Linked DNA regions of Sus scrofa: regions 2 and 3 are each linked to region 1. The links are chromatin contacts, called in public HiChIP or PLAC-seq maps. All regions are on one chromosome and are shown on one strand. Each heading gives the region's core, a stretch centred on a gene start, on an enhancer-like site or on the middle of the called end of the contact. The rest is flanking DNA. Distances are from core to core; before and after follow the strand shown. Region 1 overlaps NRDE2 (protein NRDE2 homolog). Region 2 overlaps RPS6KA5 (ribosomal protein S6 kinase alpha-5). Region 3 overlaps TTC7B (tetratricopeptide repeat protein 7B).

Region 1 (3,896 bases), core at 779-3,278:
GAATAGTTGATGTGTTGGAGGGTGTTGTTTGTAGATATTTCGCTAATGAGGAAGAGCTGGTTGTAACTTTTAAAAACCAGGACCCTGAAATTGGATTGTGATGATCATTGTACAGCTACAGGTGTGATAAATTCATTGAGTAATTAAAAAAAATAATAAATAAAAACCAGGACCAGAGTTAAACCTTTTTTTTTTTTTTTTTTTTTTGCAATAAGGTCCTGCTGGCATAATATGTAGGACTGAAAATAAAGCTTTTATTGTGTCTTAAAAACTGTGATAAAATAATTGGTAGATTATTTTTCTTTAAAAGTGTGTAGATATGAAAGTGTAGGTTTAGAAGCTATTAAGATTAGAATTTCTTCACCTGATGTTATTTTAGGTCCAACTCCTAAGTCTTGAAGGTGAGCCCTAATCCAGAAAGGTGCTGTATAGTATATGGTCAAATAGTATGTCTGTGTGGACATTTATAGGATTTCCTTTTACTTATTTGTTTATTTGCATACTTATTTACACATTTTCCCTAATTTTCTTTTGAAAATAATTCTAGCATTGATTTTCCTAAACAGGAGTCCTTTGAAATCAGAGCGTTCAGATGAAAGTGACACTAACAGAAAGCCCACACAAACAAGCAGAAAGAAGAAGAAAGAGAAAAAAAAGAAAAGGAAGCATCAGCACCACAAGAAAACCAAGAGAAAACGTGGGCAGTCAAGCAGCAGTGGATCCGAGTCAGATACTGATTCTGAAAAGGACAAACCTTCCAGAAGCATCAGAGATGGAAACAAGGAATCAGAGAAACCAAAGTAGGTTTTCTCTTCTCAAAAACCTGTGATTTTTCATATCTTGAATTATTTCTCCCTTGATTGTTGGTGATAAGTTAGACATTTGAGTGAATATTTAGCCGCTCAATCAAAATAGAGTCAATAAATACCTTAGTAAAGCTGGGAAAAAGCAGAAAGAGCCCTACCATTAGGTCAACCTAAGAAAAGAAAACTTTCATTTTAAAAAAAGAATAAGGCCATGATTTTATTTGAGAAATATTGCTGAGGCACAGTAACGATTGTGTCAAAATCTGGTTCAGGCAAAAAGTATATAGGATTTTTGGAAGATAGAGAATGTGCCACTTGCTGGGCATATGGGCTAGTTCACTACTTAGTTTTACATGCATTTATTTATTTTTTATTTTTAAAATTTTATTTTTTAAGGTTTTAACACATTTATTTCGATGTTTTAAAATTTTTAAAACATTAAAAAAAATTTTTATTTATTTCTTTTGGCCATGCCAGTGGCATGTGGAAGTTCCCAGGCTAGGTATCGAACAGCAGAGACAATGCTAGATCCTTAACCCGCTGTGCCACAAGGCAGCTCCTTACATGCCTTCATAAAGAATGAGAAAAATGTCTTTCTCTTTCTTGACATGTCTTCCTTTCAGTCACCCACATTAAAACCCCTGTTGTATTGGGAGTTCCTATTGTGATTCAGCGGTAATGAACCCAGCTAGTGTCTGTGGGGACGCAGCTTCGATTCCTGGTCTCGCTAAGTGGTTGAGGATCTGGCGTTGCCGTGAGCTGTGGTGTAGGTTGCAGATGTGGCTCGGATCCCAAGTAGATGTGGCTGTTGTGTAGGCCGGCAGCAACAGCTCCAATTTGACCCCTAGCCTGCCAACTTCCGTATACCTCAGGCACTGACCTAAAAAGACAACCCCCGCCCCCCGCCCCGAGTTTGCTCCTGCATGTGCTTGCCTGCGCACTCTCTCTCTGGTTAAGGTTGATGTAGCACTTAAAATAATCATTGCTTTTGTCCTTATTTCACAGCTGTTTAGAATCACTGGGTTGGAGGTACAGAATGGCTCATGACCACCTACTTCCTTTCCTTGGGGGTTTTCTTTCTCCCCGTGTTTCGCTTGTCTGCCCTGGGCATAGCGTTCACGGCGTTCTGTAGATCTGGTCAGTGCAGGTGCTGAGTGATAGCTTTTCCTCTCTGCTAAGTCTGACCTCCTCCTGCGTAGGAGGCACTGTCCCATGTGTGTGACTCGCGGTATGTGGTGAAACTGCTTGAGTCATTCCTCAATTAACTTTTTTCTTTCCTTCGTTCATGTGGTCTAGAAGAGAGGAAATTTAAGTACCCGTTCGAGGCATACTTTAATAAATTTAGTGCTGTTAAGATTTTTATGACCCTTCAGGGCTTATTTGCTTTAGTTATGTGCTTATGAGTCCCACTGATGTTGGAGTTTCCATCAGAGGCAGACAACGTGGTCTGCTGGGATCCCTTTGTTATCAGATCAGCATTGGAGAACCACAGGCCTCTGTGGCTCAGAGGATCCAGATTTATTTAGCTCTGTCTGCGTCTCAGGTGCTGTGCCTGTAACCCTAGAAGAAGGAAAAATAAAGGAGTCTAGCAGAAAGATTCTGAATTTGACTGAATTTCTGTGGCAGAGCCACTCCTCCCTTCTTACCTTTGTATGCTCTTCCCCACCAGAGGTTAACGTAGGTCCTGATGTGTAATAAACTCTCAGTACATTTTTGTTCTGTGAATGAATGGATGAGTAGATCATTGATTCTTATTAGTATGTCTTCAAAGCAAATGCATAATCGTTGTGTGTTGTGAAGACTCATCTTTAACTATTTGTCTTTTTTTTTTTTTTTTTTGCTGAGGAAAATGAGTTTTATAGGATTTCCTGAAACTGTACCAGAACTACCATAAGAACTTGAAAGAGTAATTTTCAGCCTGTGCTTAACCACATCAGAAGTGATCTTTACAGTCTCTCGATAGTTTTATAATCTAGGTAGCACTTTTTTTTTTTTTTTTTTTTTTTTTAAGGGCTGCACCTGAGGCATGTGGAGGTTCCCAGGCTAGGGGTCAAATTGGAGCTACAGCTGCTGGCCGACACCACAGCCACAGCAACATCAGATCTGAGCCGCATCTTCAACCTACACCACAGCTCACAGCAACGCTGGATCCTTAACCCACTGAGTGGGGCCAGAGATCAGACCCATGTCCTCATGGATACTAGTCCATTTCCTTACCACTGAGCCATGACAGGAACTCTGATCCAAAGGCACTTTTAAGTTTGTTGATGTTTTGTAGAGTATCCCCATTAAGATTAGGGTGGGTTGTTCTTGTCTTTGTCTTTGACTTTCTTACTGTTCACTTCTGTAGCCTTTTCCTGGGAAGGTGACCTGGAAGAGTTGTTTGTTTCTGCACAGACAAGGACTAAGACATTAGTGAGTTGTGTCTTCTGTGATATCAGGAAAGCGGTGTTGGGTGTGTGGCCAGCAGGGTGGAGGGGGTTGTGTACCATATGGGGCTCTTATTCAGGGTCATCGGGGGACAGCTTCCCCAGAGACCATAGCTTCTTGCGACCTTCATTTCCTAGGATGAGCTCTTCACTGTCAGGTGCAGGTCCTTCCCTGTGCAGCCCGGACCACATCCCGCTTCCCGACTGCAGTACCCAGTAGGGGAGGGATGAGGGCCTCTTACTCTCCAGCGGTGGTCTGCAGCAGGCCCTTCCTCCCCCCTTCCCCTAGCTGGCTTTCCTTTTCTTTCTGGAATGTGTCCATCCCTTTCTCTCCCTTTGCTGCCCTTTTTGATTTTTGTCATCAGAAAACCCTGCACAGTTGTTTCGAAGGGAATATGTTAAAATCACCATGTATTTTAACCCGAGATGCTTCTTCGTTCAACAGATATTTGTTGAGTAGCTACTATGCGTCCCTGAAATACCATTCCTTGTGTCCCCAGCCAAGAGTGATTTAGAAGTCTTTTGAATCTATTTCTATCTGGGTAGTAGAGCCAAAAACAAAGATGGAACAACAGTTAATGACTGTTTTGACTTCTTGAGCAGCTTCTTGTGTTAGCAGCATTACAAACTAATTTAGAGGAAGAAAGATATTAGATGCCAG
Region 2 (3,896 bases), core at 907-3,406, 500 kb before region 1:
ATGGAAATAACTTTGTATAATGGCATGGAGAGAAGCCAGGCCTCTCTCTAGATCTAGCTGTCAAGTTTTAAACAGAAGCAGGGGACAAGGAACAGATTAAACGATGCCACAGGAATACAGTCACAATATCCAGACTGTGGGAAGTTCTACAGACAAACAACCCAGTTTGTAGCAAATAAATTATAAGAAAAAAGCCTGGGAACCTGTAGATGAAAAGACACTTAAACAGTGTTTGCATCTTACTTAAATTCTGATTCAGACAAATTCTAATTTCAGTTCTATATGTTAAATTCAAATGCTAAATCATACAAATGTAATTATATTCATACAACGTATAAAACACTGCTGGCGAAATTTGAATATTGCCTGGATACTGGGTGCTACAAAGGAATTACTGCTAATTGTTCTTGGGTATAATAAGTTGTAGTTGTGGTTTTTAAAAATCCCTGCCTTTTAGGGATACAAAAATGAACTACTTGCAGATGAAAAGCAAAGTTAGCACCTGCCTTAAACTGTCAAAAAAGAATGTTTTGCAAACTTTTCAATATAAACGAGGACCCATCTCCAGAGCACCTAGATACACAGGCAGAGTCATCGCATAGTGAGCACAAAATTTATTTCGTCTGGTTGGCCTTCTATCTCTGGCGTTTTTACATGTCACATCTAAACATGAATGTGGATCCTTTCGTATGTAAACAATCTGTTATCCCAATTGGGTAAAACAATTCCTTCAGGAAGATGGGTCATGTCTTATCATTTGGCTTTGATTACAACTTAGCCCACCTCATGGATGTGCAGTTCATTGGAAACGAACAGGATGTGAATTAAAATAGAACTTACGCAGTATCTTAGTCTGCCTCAGGCCACCATAACAAAATATTGCAGGCTGGTGACTTAAACAACAGAAATTTATTTCACAGTTCTGGGCGCTGAGACGTCCAGGGCCAAGGTGCCAGCCCCGTTGGTATCTGGCGAGGGCTTCTCCCTTGGGTTGCAAACAGCCATCTGTTCACTGTGTCCTTACATGACCTCACCTCAGTGCATGTGCTTAGAGAGAGAGCAAGAGCCAGCTCTCTGGGGTCTCTTTCTCTTAGGACACTAATCCTCTTGGAGGAGGACCCCACACTCATGACCTCATTACCTTTATCTCCATAAAGGTCCTGTCCACAAATGCGAGTCACATTGACGGTTAGGTCTTCAGCCTAAGAATTTAATTTAATTAATTAATTATTTATTTATTTATTTAATTGTCTTTTTGCCTTTTCTAGGGCTGCTCTGGCGGCATGTGGAGGTTCCCAGGCTAGGGGTCTAATTGGAGCTGAGCCACTGGCCCACACCACAGCCACAGCAACTCGGGATCCGAGCCGCGTCTTCGACCTACACCACAGCTCACAGCAATGCCAGATCCTTAACCCACTGAGCAAGGGCAGGGATCAAACCCGCAACCTCATGGTTCCTAGTTGGATTTGTTAACCATTGCACCACGACGGGAACTCCTCAGCCTAAGAATTTTAAAGGCACACAGCCATTCAGTTCCTAACACACAGTATTTAATAAATGTAGGATAGGATTATATGCCCGCCCAAAGGTGTGGATAGCATATCCATGGGGTGGAATATAATAACATTTAAAACATACTTCTGCCAAGTGTTTTATTCAGGATTTCTTATTTTTTCACTCTCTTTCAAAAATTGTATTTTTAAAATTTCAGACCTGGAGAAAGTGTGGGAGAATAACACTGTGACCATTTGACATTTCGCCACATTTGCTTCCTCTTTCTTTCTAATTCCCTCTTATGTGTGTATACACACACACACCCAGATATATAGAGATGTATATCTGTAGGTATATAGATACTTTCTTGCCGCACCACTTGCAGTTTGCAGACACAGAATTATTCTTAACAGAAGTTGCTTCCAGGATCATCAACTAAATTGTAAGATCTTAGAGTTGAGAGGAGCCTAAAGTTTGTTTAATTCTACCTCTTCCAGAGAAGGGACTTGTCTACAAAGTCCCTATCACCAGTCTCCTTTAAGTATTTCCAAATTGGAGAATTCCACCCCAACAGCCTGCTGAATTCTTACACATCAGAAAGCAAGAAAACTATAAGGCAAAGGGTACTTTCTTGGATGTAGCCACATAATATCTGTTAGGAAGTAGGGTGAGATGAGGAAGTGGAGCAGATTTTGGAAAACTACTCGGCAGTGCCTACTGAACAGACACAGAGCAAAAGGCCAGCAGTTCCAGTCTCAGGGATGTAGTCAGCAAAAATGCGTGGTTTTATGTCCGAAAGACATGGACAAGAAGATATATGGCAGCAGGTTTCAAAATGCCCCAAACTGGAAACGAGTCCAACGTTTATCAACAATAGAAAGCTGTTCTGTCTGGGTTTCCTAGAAGCAGAACCTAGAGTTAAAGCTTATGTTTTGTCTTGTTCCTGAGTAGCAGCATCCCGGGGAGGCAGGAGGGAGGCAGGGAAAGAGGGAGGGAGGGCGGAAGGCGCACTGAGTGACCCCCTCCTGTGACCAGAGGAGCCGATCGCTTGAGTTCACGGACACAAGACATCTCACAGACCCCGAGGCCACAGCAGCAGGCAATGTGATTTCTGTAATTATAGAATAATGGGTCCTTCCCCCTTAGACTCTAGAGTGGGGGACCCAACACCAGTGGATCAGCCATTGATCAGTGGTTCAGCACAGTCCTCAAGGACAGCCCCCCAGCCCCACCGGCTACTGTCTTGAGTGGGCGACTTCACTGAGCTTTTCATGTTCTAACAGGCCAACTGCACCCACCTGAAAGCAGGCCAGCTCATCTAGAAGGTAGGCCCAGTTTCCTCTCGAAACTGGAACTGAATGTCTGTGTGCCTTTAAAATTCTTAGGCTGAGGAGTTCCCGTCGTGGTGCAATGGTTAACAAATCCAACTAGGAACCATGAGGTTGCGGGTTTGATCCCTGCCCTTGCTCAGTGGGTTAAGGATCTGGTATTGCTGTGAGCTGTGGTGTAGGTCGAAGACGCGGCTCGGATCCCGAGTTGCTATGGCTGTGGTGTAGGCCAGTGGCTCTTGATCATGGGGAGCCCCCCTCGATGAGGCCAGAGATGTGAGTTAAGGAAGAAGCCTTGGTGCAATAGAGGGAGGTGACAGGCTCCTGTGCATGTCATTTGCTGTGACTTCTGGACTTCCTAGGGTTGATTCTGAGCGTGCCATGTCCACAGCATCTTGACTGCTGCTGCAGCTTTATGAATCTGTGTATCTGCTGACCCTGTGCACTGCTTTGTCCCAGCTTCAAGGGAGCCTTTGCAGCCGACTCCCAGCACTGGCTCCAGGTGGCCCTGCCAGGATGTTGAATCCTGAGTCTCAGAAAATGTTTCCATGGCAATAATTTCTTCTCCGTCAGGCCTTATGTTCCACCCGCCCACCCCAGTTCAGCATCCTCAGAATCCATTCGCATTGTGTCCCCTGATCCCTGCTGGGCCATTTTAGCGGGGGCCTTGGTCCCTGTCTCCTCAAACCTCCTCCCCAGGGACTGTACTCCTTCCTAACATGATTGTATATAAGCTTTTGCTTTAGATTGTGTGCTTTCTGGGGAACCCAGGCTACGAGAGTTGGTGCCAACAGTGACCCCAAAAGCAGAACCTTAGGAAGGGACTTTGAAGTTGCATGACTTCCTGTCTGACACCCCAGTTACACTGGGGAATGGGGTTCCCACTGCCGTCCAACTGAAGAAAGAGACAGAAGGGAAAACAGAGTGAGGCCAGAGTGGAAGGCGGGGGTGTTACTGTGTTGGTCGCTACTCACTACAAAAGTGTCATCTTCCAAGAGCTTTGCGACCTACCGTGTCTCAGGGCGGCCTGTCGGTGGATCAGAGATGAGAGGGATTTGTCCCCTGGCTTCCATC
Region 3 (3,896 bases), core at 586-3,085, 300 kb before region 1:
GCTCTGCTCTATTGGACTGGGTCAGTAAGGGTCATCTCCATTGCAGCCATCAACAGGTCCCTCTAGGACGTTTTCTGTGGTCCCAGTAAAAAGGACGTTTTTAGTCCCTCCAAGACTCTCAGCTGCCATTTCTCATGTGCTGCAGACAGGGGGCGTGTTGAGCTGATTTTCCAGTATCAGTGCCGGGTTTGCCTGGTCTGTCCCTTGTGTTCACATCAAGGTTTTAGAGGTCTTGGCCATTTCCACTGCCAATCAAAGTGGCCTTTCATGGCATCAGGCTGGTGTCGTTGGTTCTCAGTGCCAGAAGGAACTCTGAAGGCCGTCTAATCCACACCATTGGTGCTGGAATCTGTTCTATTCCATTCTGGCAGAGCCATTCTTTACCCATGAATTACATGCCTACACTTGAGAATGTTTTCCCCTCTGAGGTTCTCAGCTGGTCTTTGGAAGATGGGCCCCTATTCCTGGGGGTACCAGCCAACTCACACGCTTCCCTTGGCCTGGTTCCACAGTTATGCCCAACAGGTGCAAGGGCCTCTGGCCACCCTGGCCTTCGTTTCCCATCCTTTACAGCTCCTGGGACAGGACTGGGCACACAGGCACCCAGAATTTGTTGCTTGTAATCCAGTTGGATGTACAGTTTTGGGGGTGAGTTGTGTATTTGTCAAAAACTCCCTGATCTCCCATGCCACTGACTAATTGAACCCTTTTCTTAGCTTCTTTGCGAGGGATGCAGGAGGTCCTACAGAGAAAGGCGCTTCTTGCATTTCAGAGGTGAGTGGGAGTTCATCTTTTCACTCGGCTGTACATAATGACACCAAAGTATGAGAAGTATAAAAAGAAGAGATATTTATAAAGATTATGTAAACAGTGTTTTACCCCTGGGAGCCTTTCCTCTTGAGCACTGAGCATACCATGTAAAACTTGCTGCATCACTTGTTGCCATGTAAATCTGCTCTCTGAATCTGTTTATTCATCCAGGCACATTTTATTCATCCCTAATACAGCGATCGCAGCTCGAAGACAGATAGTCTTTTATGTCTAGGGAGACGATTCCCTTTTATCACAAACATTTTTCATCATCTGGAAAAAGGATCATTCTTTGCTAGCTTTTTTTTTTTTTAACATGTCAAACTGCAGATGTTTATATTAAGAAATGAAAAGGCCAGATTTTAGGACAGTCTCCGAAATAGTATGTAAGACAGATAGTCTGGCCAGCAAGTCCAAGCCTGCTCTCTGTCCCCACCCTGCCTCATTAATACCTTAGACTCCTCTCTGTCACTGCACCTTTTATGAAATTAGGAAATGGCCTTATAATTAGAGGATGCCTGAGTGTCACAGTGCTCTCCACACCCCACACCATAAGGTGGACGGAACGAGTCGTGTGTTCGCTGCAGGTGTGGGGCTGAGACGCAGGGATGAAGAGTCAGTCATGTGGCGATTGAGGTCGGGATGGAGTCAAGGTCTCCTGACTCTGCCCAGCCTTTCTGGTACCTGCCCCCCCCGACCCTGCCCTCCCTTTATGCTCATCGCAGGCATAAGCGGTCACCAACACGAATCATTGCCTGAAAGCACAGCCCTGCAATGTCCAGTCTCGGATTGGTATTGATCCTGTCACCCTAAATACGTCTGAGTTACATTGAATTCTTGGAATCATACTAGAAACTTAGTTACTGATCCAAAAATGTCACGAGGTCCCCTCAGGACCTAGTAGCCACTGTTAGATTTCTATCTCAGAATGAGGGCTGCCTGCAGATTTGTCACAGCGTCTGTGGGCCTTTTCTCACGAAACCACGATCGTTTGGTTTCGGTTAGCCTGAGCCACTTTCGTCTCTTTTTCTTTCACTTCCCAGCAGGCTTGCCGATGGCTCCGTCACGTTGCCAGTCCCAGACTGGTTAGTGACAGAAAGTACCAACTGACATCTGCAAACAGATCTCCTTTCTCTGTGCTCAGTTTTTGTTGATGCTCTCCATCACGGAGTGTGGAAAGCATTTCCATTTCAAATGATTTGGAGTTTTAAATTTTCCAGTCCTAGTTTGTAAAACCCACACACGGATGCCTAAGAAAGTGGTCATTACATCTGTTTCACTTTTCTTAAATCAGCACATCTTACTGGCTCTCTAAAAACAGCCAGAGTGGTGGTCTGCCTTGAGCCGCAGAATGCATAACTTCCCCTTACATAACAGCTGTTCCATTGGCCTGAATTTCTTTTCGTTTCTCTTTTGCTTTGTTTTTCATTCAAAGGGATTTTTAAAAAATATTAGTTCGTGTGGAATAAAGGGTAATGAAATCCTACTGACCTATGTGATTATATTGGGGAAGGCTCACTAAATTATTATTTATACAAAATGAAGTATATTTTTCAAAGGAATAAAAACATTTGTTTCAAGTACACTTTAGCTAGAACTACCCTGTGCCCTGTAGACCTCACAAAAAAATCTGTCAGGGAAAGATTTTAAGTGAACAGGAATGATTTCTATTGCTTCTTAAATGTAAATGGATATGTAAAACTCACTTGGACCAGACATACTTTTTTTTTTTCCTACGTATTTTAAATCTTCTCACAATTCTGTTAATACTCTTGTTTGGCAATTTTTGTTTAAAAAGAAAACAGTGTAACTCACATAGGGGTGGAACTGCAGATGTAGCGTGTGAAACTTAACTCTTAATTATGACTGGAGTCAGAATTCGGAAAGGTTTGCTCTCTCCTGGATTCAGAAAGGTGATTTTTGAAGACATTCCAGTTGTATGATTGCATCTTAATAATGAGACTCTTGGCTGTTCTACACTCATAAGCTCAGCCCAAGAGGCTGAGCCCATTGGTTTGTCCTGTACAGAAGTATAGAGAAGAAAAACATAGTATTGTGTGCAAAGCTTTCTAAGATTCTGGCTTGATCTGAGTGGTGGCTCCTGGGGTCTCTGACACCCTACAGAGAAAAGCAAGGCTGGAAACAGGCGAGCATGTCTCGGTGACTTGCCCCCAAAATGCAGGAATCTGGCTGCTCCATGAAGGAGAGGTGGCATAGTGTCACTGGGGTTTGTTGCTCAGTGTGGTAGAGGGGACACAATCTTACACTCTTAGTTATTTTCCTCTCCCACTCCCAGCTCAAGTTCAAGTTTGAATGTGGTTGCGTTTTTTGGGTCTGCAGTGACCGGCCATCCCAGTGTGTTGGGAACTGAGCAATTTCCCAGAATATGGGACTTTCAAGGCAAAACCCAGAAAAACACTGGGCAAACCAGGACAGTGGGTCATCCTATGTGTAACTAATGGGAAGTTCCTGAGTAATAGTTTTCAGCAGGTTTGCTCGAATCCCACGTCCACTGTAAACAGGACTGAGGATGACGTCAAGGAAAATTAATTAAATAAGGCAGCAGAGGGATATGGTGGAGAGACCAGGCCTCAGATTTTCACTTCTGGCTTCACCTCTTTTGCTGGATGTTCTCGAACAAGATGCTTACTAGAAGCTGCTTCATGAATTGTGGTTGTTAGTGTTACAATATTCATGTCTTGTGGGCCAGGTTCAAAACTGATCAGCTTTCTCCGTACTTTCTTCATCTCTAGAGGATGTTGGAGTCTAGGAAAAGGATGAAGTGGACCTTAAGGCATTCTAAGTTTTTGCCAAGTGGTCTGGGAGGCCTGTCCCATGCTCTCCAACAGCAGCCTGGCATGCCTCTCTCAGGGTACTGCCCCCACTGCGCTGTAATGATCACTTTGGGTCTCCCCTCTCCATAGCATTGTGGGAAGCTGCTCAAGGAAAGGTACCTGTATGATTCATCTCCAGGCTCCCTAAAGGCTGGCACAGGGCCTGGCATCACAGTAGGTGCTGCATGATGTGGATGAATGGATGGATGAGTGGTTAGGTGGGTGGACAGATGAGTGGATGGGTGGATGGGT

What was found. HiChIP or PLAC-seq counts read pairs in DNA pulled down with a chosen protein or histone mark.
Region 2: an H3K27ac HiChIP or PLAC-seq map of alveolar macrophages shows a contact between it and region 1. The contact joins two enhancer-like sites. A contact is called at or near these places in 7 of 47 Hi-C or Micro-C datasets (brain, embryonic fibroblasts, fetal heart ventricle and 4 more) and 1 of 2 datasets of contacts at active chromatin or transcription factors (alveolar macrophages).
Region 3: a contact with region 1 is called in an H3K27ac HiChIP or PLAC-seq map of alveolar macrophages. The contact joins two enhancer-like sites. A contact is called at or near these places in 3 of 47 Hi-C or Micro-C datasets (embryonic fibroblasts, fetal liver and subcutaneous adipose tissue) and 1 of 2 datasets of contacts at active chromatin or transcription factors (alveolar macrophages).

Annotation. Positions count from the first base shown.
Region 1 is chr7:112,072,358-112,076,253 of Sscrofa11.1, reverse strand. It overlaps NRDE2 (protein NRDE2 homolog), which reads left to right. Exons shown (of 14, transcript XM_021099603.1): 3 at 567-800. Among named protein-coding and RNA genes, the nearest start is that of NRDE2, 16 kb to the left of the region's middle. Within about 2 kb of position 2,028, at least 2 of the 83 cell types and tissues checked have an H3K27ac peak or open chromatin away from gene starts, as enhancers often do. A contact at or near this core is called in alveolar macrophages, where this site is marked.
Region 2 is chr7:112,572,136-112,576,031 of Sscrofa11.1, reverse strand. All of the region lies in intron 14 of RPS6KA5 (ribosomal protein S6 kinase alpha-5), which reads left to right. Among named protein-coding and RNA genes, the nearest start is that of TTC7B, 55 kb to the right of the region's middle. Within about 2 kb of position 2,156, at least 1 of the 83 cell types and tissues checked has an H3K27ac peak or open chromatin away from gene starts, as enhancers often do. A contact at or near this core is called in alveolar macrophages, where this site is marked.
Region 3 is chr7:112,367,665-112,371,560 of Sscrofa11.1, reverse strand. TTC7B (tetratricopeptide repeat protein 7B) reads left to right here. Exons shown (of 20, transcript XM_021099609.1): 13 at 717-774. Among named protein-coding and RNA genes, the nearest start is that of TTC7B, 150 kb to the left of the region's middle. Within about 2 kb of position 1,835, at least 20 of the 83 cell types and tissues checked have an H3K27ac peak or open chromatin away from gene starts, as enhancers often do. A contact at or near this core is called in alveolar macrophages, where this site is marked.